Linked DNA regions of Anas platyrhynchos: region 2 is linked to region 1. Evidence: chromatin contacts called from public Hi-C data. All regions are on one chromosome and are shown on one strand. The core of a region is the stretch at or near the end of the contact, and the rest is flanking DNA. Distances in the headings are between cores, read along the strand shown. Region 1 holds the start of SPSB1 (splA/ryanodine receptor domain and SOCS box containing 1). Region 2 overlaps SLC25A33 (solute carrier family 25 member 33).

The links. A called contact is a pair of places that touch in the nucleus more often than the background predicts.
Region 2: a Hi-C map of skeletal muscle shows a contact between it and region 1, with 2.4 times the contacts expected there. The contact joins the enhancer-like site here to the promoter of SPSB1 in region 1. A contact is called at or near these places in 3 of 8 Hi-C or Micro-C datasets (skeletal muscle and subcutaneous adipose tissue).

The regions. Positions count from the first base shown.
Region 1 is chr22:4,058,043-4,061,507 of IASCAAS_PekinDuck_T2T, reverse strand. SPSB1 (splA/ryanodine receptor domain and SOCS box containing 1) reads right to left here and starts at 1,621. Exons shown (of 3, transcript XM_027443079.3): 1 at 1,466-1,621.
Region 2 is chr22:4,162,713-4,166,177 of IASCAAS_PekinDuck_T2T, reverse strand. It overlaps SLC25A33 (solute carrier family 25 member 33), which reads right to left. Exons shown (of 7, transcript XM_027443204.3): 4 at 2,659-2,759; 5 at 345-411. Among named protein-coding and RNA genes, the nearest start is that of TMEM201, 8.3 kb to the left of the region's middle. Within about 2 kb of position 1,772, at least 1 of the 8 cell types and tissues checked has an H3K27ac peak or open chromatin away from gene starts, as enhancers often do.

The sequences.
Region 1 (3,465 bases), core at 372-2,871:
GCCACATCTTATGATCCTCAGAAACACTGAAATGTGAAGACTAACCGTCAGCAGTCTGCACTCAAATCACAAAGATTGGCACAGCATGCAGACTGGCTCACTATCTACAGATTCATAGTTCAGGTGACTTCATGAATTTAATTACCCCTCACAAGAGGGATTTGAGGAGACGAGCAGCCCTTGCAGGCTGCTTTCACTTTGAGGAAAGGAAACGCAGGAGGCCAGGGCGAGACAAGAGAGCAGCAAGCAGAGCACATTTTCCACATCCCGGACCCAGCTGCAGCGATCCGGCTCCACACAGACACAGCACATCTCAGCTAGCCAGTTCCTGGAACACAAAACCACATCTCTAACGTAAGTTTACAAACAAACTTCAGTCCCATTACAGCACGATCCCGTAACCTCCAAGAGCGGCTGCAAAAGCCTGCTGCTGCTGTACGGCAACAACACAATGCCCCCCAGAGGAATACACTGCTCAAGTTCATCCCTTGTCTTCAGCACAACTAGGATGGGGGGGGTGAATAAATTACGGCTTTACGAAACCATCATCACAACGCCCCAGAGCCATGACAGGGCTGGAGGCCAGGCACACTGACGGAGCAGGGAGGAGACGGGCACACCAGCAGCGGGTTGGCCAGGGAGGACTCCTCCAGAAGCCAGTGAAGTGCCTCTCAGGGCTGCCACTCGCTTGGTAAACAGTAGCACAGCCCCACCACGCTCCCAGCAGCTTCCCTATCAACTCACCACAGAAATTGCCTTCCTCCTGGGCTGAGATCAGTACTTTGACCCCATCCAGCTCTCCTACTGGGGAAAGGTTGCTCCCAGGACAAAAGGGTCATAAACTCTTCCTGCATCGCTATCAGGAAAAGAAAGGCCAATCTATCTCCAAGGCAGCAAACTTCCATCTTTATAATCATTTTGTAAACTCCCTTATCTCGAGCAATGGCTCGCTTCACAGGTTTCTGCTCTGCCACAGCCGCTCACCAGCCTGGCTGCCTGCATCCATCCTGTAACAGCAGCAGCAGGCAGCACGCTCCTGTTGTTCTTCCAGCAACACCAGGCACTTCAAACAGAGGATTACCCGAGCTCCCATCACATCACCAAGGGGTTTGTGTAGGAAAAAAGCCCGATATCCATCAGGCCCCTGCTCCGGAGACCACCAAGGCAGCCCCACAAGCACCGAGCGAACAACCCGACCTCCTCACCCAGCTGAGGCTGGCTCAGCACCTCCACCCCCGGCTCACCAAGCCGGGTTTGAGCCCAGCGTTTGCTTTTAAAAAATATATATATATATATTAATCTTTCGGGAAGCTGGCACCGGCTCCACGCAGCCCGCGCTGACCGGGGAGCAGCGCCCCGCTGCGAGGGATGGGAAGGAAGCAAGGGAGAGGCCTCAGCAGCTCGGTAGCCGCCACCCCAAAGAAAAAAAAAACACCCCAGCCACCGTCCCCCCTCCGGTTCCTACCGTCCTGGGGCCGCCCCATGGCAGCGGCCGCGCCGGGTCCCGCCGGAGCCTGCTCCCGGGGCCGCGCCGCGCAGCGCCCGTGGCTGGGCGGGCTGCGGGCAGGCTGCAGCCGCGGCTCCTCCCGCCGTCACATGGCACAAATAACGCCCGGAGACCGCCCCGATCCGCCCCGACACCGCCCCGGCCCCCGGGACCGGCCCCCGGGCTCCGTTTGGGGCCCGGCTCCGGTCGGCTGCGAGCCCGTGAGGCGCCCCCCCCCCCCCGCTCCCTTCCCCGGGCCTGGGTGAGGCGAGGCGGCGGCCCCTCGGCGGGCAGGGAGGGGAGCGGCGGCGGCTCCCTGAGGGGGGCTCGGCCCTCGGTTGAGGCCGAGCTGGGATATTTGCATTGCAAAGGCTCGGGGCAACGCGTGTCTGCGGTGTTTTTTTAACAAGGATCGATTTGTGTACCGGAGTAAAGCGAGGAAGTACAGCCCCGCTGACTCTGTGCCTTGGAGGCTTGGTGCACAAAGCGGGTTTTGGGGACAAATCTTGAGTCAGCGATGTCCCTCTGAGATGATTCATTTTTGGTATTCCCAGACAAAACGAGGGTGAGGCAACACAGCTTGCAGCACGCACTGGTGCAAATTAGGCGAGGGCTCTGAGGACCACCCCAGAGCTGAAGGAAATGGCATGAATGATTTTAGGGGTGGCACCGTGGCATCCGAGCCCAGACACACCGAGTGCCCCTGCCAGACACCAAGGTTATTTTCTGGGGGATTGGACATGAGCAACGGGCTTTGACTACTTCTCATCATTACTGGTCTTGGGACACACCTGAAAAGGGGAGTGGGATTCATTTGTGTGTCCTCCTTTTTATGTCCCTGCTTCCAGAGGGCTTTGCTTTCATCGCTGCTGTAGCCCCTCTGCAGCACCCGGCCTTAATTCAAGGTTTAACCATAAATGTGTCCTCCTTACCTACCTTCTAATTAGGATACTGAGCCGCTCTTCCCCTTGCTGTGCTCCTTCTTAGGGACTGCGGGAGGTGAGCGGTGAGGAAGGTGATTCCCAGGTGTGCAGAGGTGCTGGATCTCCGGGGAGGCTGCAGGTTTTTTGCCACATCTCGGGGGCCATGCATCGATGCACAACTTGCAACATAAGAGCAGTGCTTACAAGGAAGAGATCGAGTAGCTGCAGATGGGTGGAGATGAAATTGCATGGCCCCAGGGACTGTACACTACCCACTGCTGGCTTCCTTATTCAGCGAGGTGCTCACAGCAGGGGATTCAGTGACCTGTAATGGGGTCGGAAGGGTGCTGAACTGACCGAGCTGTCAGGAGAAAGAAGCCTGCATCTTCCCTAGGACCTTGCAATGCCAAGGCTGAGGTGTGGTAGCTTGCTGACAACCCCTTCCTCACCCCTTTCTGGCCATGCAGTCAAAAGCACCCCTGCCAATGCAAGGAAATAATCCCGTTGTGCTCCGTGGGGCGATGCATGCAGGGGCAGGAGTTCATGTGTGCATTCGTGTCGTTGCAGGACGGAGGCACTAATTTGTTAAGCATATTTTGAACTCCTTGGGGGATTGTCGCTCTGTGCCAGCTATTGTGGTTCATTAAATAACACATTCACATTGCATTAAATTTATTACTCCAGCTGACCAGAAACACCAGGGAGCTGGTAGATACAGCACAAATAGGTCCTTTCACACTCGGCAAGATAGAAATGGGAGAAGTTTCCTGGTAAATAGATAGGTGTTTGAGTAGCTTTTTCAAAACTGTTTTGCTTTGACCTAGACCTGCTGCCATCTGAGTCAATTTTCCCCAATAACTTCAGAAGAATTTACCGAGCAATGATCCCGCAAGTGTATTGTGCAAATCTCCCCCTTTTCCTGCAGGTTACTGTTCTGATCTCTGGCAGCTGGGCCTGTACTCACTGCAGACCCTGTAAATATTTCTTGGAGTGAGCAGAGGAAGGATTTTGGTGCTGAAAACTGGCTCTGGTGCTTTCTGTGGGCACACCTGCAGT
Region 2 (3,465 bases), core at 523-3,022, 100 kb before region 1:
CTGAAGTACAGAAGACTGTGTAAGCAGGGATCTGAGGGCAAATTAATGCTATGCCCAAATTTGCTCAACATTTACAGCAGACCCAAAACCTGAATCTAACTCAGCACTGGAAGCAACTTCCACATCCCTCTCAGTAGTAACTGTATATCAAAATTAAATAACACCAAAACCTTAACCTTCAGCCTGACCAGGCAAAAGGATGGCAGCTTGAAAGGTGGGAGTCAGGGGAAAGAAAAATCAAGTTCAATCAAAGTCTAAAAGACCATCAATAAAAACATTTTATGTTTTTAAGTTTTCCAGAGGCTCCCTTAGCCACCTAGCAGTATCCCATCTCTGTCACTTACTTCCGTTCCAGTTGCATTCTGGTTTTCACCATCCATATAGGATTCATCAGGGAATTTGTGACAAAGGCTGAAAAAGGAAGAAGAAAAAGTACAGCTGAATCCAGGCCAGTGTACTGCCATTGTTCATGCAAATAGGAACCATATATATTGCACAGTGACACAGTTCTAGTGTCACAGCTCCAGAGGTTTCAAAAGACATGTAGGTGTGTAGCTTACAACGTGGCTCTTGCCAGAGAACTATCTGTATTCAACTTCAGAAGGTATCATCCAATGACCTTGGAATTTCATATGGGTTCCTTCCTTTTTATACCTGTCCTAATGTGAACTTCACATTCCTAAAGACCACTGTAGGCAAGATAGCTTACCAGCTTACCAACTGGGTTTTGAATAATACATAAAAGGAAAACCTGTGGGGAACACACACGCGTATTAGTCTTTTGCTTTCCCCAAGGCTCTAGGTGGTGCCATTGAGCCATCTCATTAATGAAATCCACCCATAATTATGGGGTTAGTTTGGGAAAGATGTTTAATGATCCCTCTGGTGACCGATGCTTGAACTAGCGGGGCTCTTCCGCTCAACTATGCCTCTGTTTGTCATGTTTTTCTGACAACAAAATATTTTCCCATCCTGCGAGGAAAAATACAACAAACCAAAACAATTTGGCTAAAACAGTATCAAAGGTTTGCTGATGTCTGTTAACTTGTTTTGTTGTGTTTGTTTTTGTTTTTTTAAACTGTTTAGAGAAATTACTACAACATTTCAGTTAGAAAAACATTTACCTCCACTTACTAAAGAAAAATCTAGAAACATTTTAAAGTGTTGAACAGTAACATGGTTTCTCTGCAAATACGGTAAGTTAGGAGGTGGCAAACTCCTGGGATCAAACTCCATGAGGACTGCCTTTGGCTTCCTCCGAAAGCTGATTGTAGAATATTTCCAGTAACACCGAAAGGGTCACTGTCCTTCAAAGACAAGGATCAGATCATGCTGCTATTCACTGTTCTGTAGCTGTAATACTTGTTTCATGGTTTCAAGAAGCCCTTTTTGAAAAAATCTTTAATTAAGAAGACAGCCAAGCATGTTTCTACATCAGTTTCCATCCGCTTCAGCGATTTCTTAAAACCTCCCTCAACACTGAATGTGGACAAAGCATAGAAGTTCACAGACAGGAGAAATAAATAACGCCGCTCTGACTCATTCACACGGGTACTATGAAACCTATGGAAAGCGCTGTGCCAGCCGAGCATCACTGTATTGTCTCTTGGCACAAAAATCTGTGAAGGCCAAAGCAAAAGGATTTCCAGCTGCACCAATATGCTTTTAAAGTGCCTTATTACTTCAGGCAGCGTTCAGTTTCTGAGCCTTGCTGGATGTAAGAGTCACAGGCTTGCACAGGTTACAAAGCAGGCGACTGCCAGTTGACTGATACAAACCATACATATAGATCTGTCTACCTATTTATTAGGCTCTTCTGTGAAGTCTTACATGCCTTTTCTCTGCCTCCTCGCATATGAGAGGATGACTTTTTGAAAAGGTGCTAAGGCTTCCTACAACAACATTACATAACAAGCACATGCAATACCTTTGCTATAAACTCTTTAGTTTGCACCAATATGAGGCTGTTGGAACCAGATGCTAGAGAAGAGCGTATTTACCTTTTCAGTAACATTGTGAAACACCAATTTAAGCTCTTCAGAGAGTGTGTTCCTTAACAGTCTCCGTAGCAAGCTTGCCAAGTACTCGTCTGTTTGTTTTCCAGAGAACGGGATGTTTCCAGCCTCACAGATTTTATTTTTAAATAGTCTCTGAACTTTGGCTCATTAGGAGTGCCTTTTACATACCTCTGTTTCATGAACTTGGTCACGTCTCCCGATCTCGCCCTTTTATGGAGATCAGTGCTGGATGTATTTCCTAGAAAGTATATCCTTCTACACCTAGTAATAGATCCTAATGTTTTCTGGCATATACAAGCACAAACCACATGTATGTTTCAGAATGAGCCACATATTGCCTCTGAATTCGTTCACATATCAATCACAATTATCCACAGCCCTCAGTCAAGACTGGTTTATTTGCCCAGGTCCTGCACAGACTGAAAGTCCAGTCCCTGCCTTACGATTCTTTCTACTCACTTTCTAGCTACTGAGAGGGGCAGAACACATCTTGAAGCAATAACAACCTGCAATAAATGCTTTAAAGAATTAAGTCGCATCTCAGAGCCACGCAGATGCCAATGCAGACATTCCTGCTACTGCTGAGGGGCTGGACACTGGGGTATTGTGGCAGACCATACGGAAGATGAATTACACTTACCTGCAGAACCTGCAGAACAGATGTGCACAATATTGCTGTTGGGTACAAAAATGCCATTAAATTGCTCTTTGGCTTTGGAGTAGCATGCAAAATAGACAGCTCTGTGGAAAATAACAGAAGAAAATCAATGTGATACTCATGACATCAAGTCAGACATGTTACTATTTTACCCCCTTCTGAAAAACAAGACTCCTTCTCCAAAGGGGCCTCCATATGACTGCTTCCATCTGCAAGTCTGCAGATGTTTTTTCTCCTTACAATACAATGCCACTACCTGACTTGACAGCCACAAAGCAGAAATATTTTACTTTCATACCAAGTCTGAGATGGGAGGCAACGTGGTCGTGCAGATAAAGCAAGTTGGATTGGATCCTAACATCGGCACTGGCATTAAATACACTTTGTAACCTCGGGAAAGTCACATCCCCACTCTGAGCCTATGCTAAACGGGGTCAGAGCTACAGCTGCCTTAGCAGCACTTCATTCTTGAAACACTTAACCCTGGGCTGAAATGAAAAACAGTTTTACCCACCTCAAATCCCTACATAATGCACGCAAAAAATAAAAACTCACAGCAAGATCTGCAACAGCCAATGCTTTAATATTAGCTAGGCACAAAATCTTCAGCCCTGCCAAGAGGTTGTCATTGGTATGTGTGGAAAGCAAACATTAGGTGCCTGCAAGGCTTCCAAATACAACCGTTATAGGTAGTTTTGTTGTTACTGTTTAGAAAAGAGTGGGGAGACCTTTGGGGTTATGTGGCAGCTTTGCAAGTCCATTCCCCTGACCCTCAGCTGCAGTTTTTCA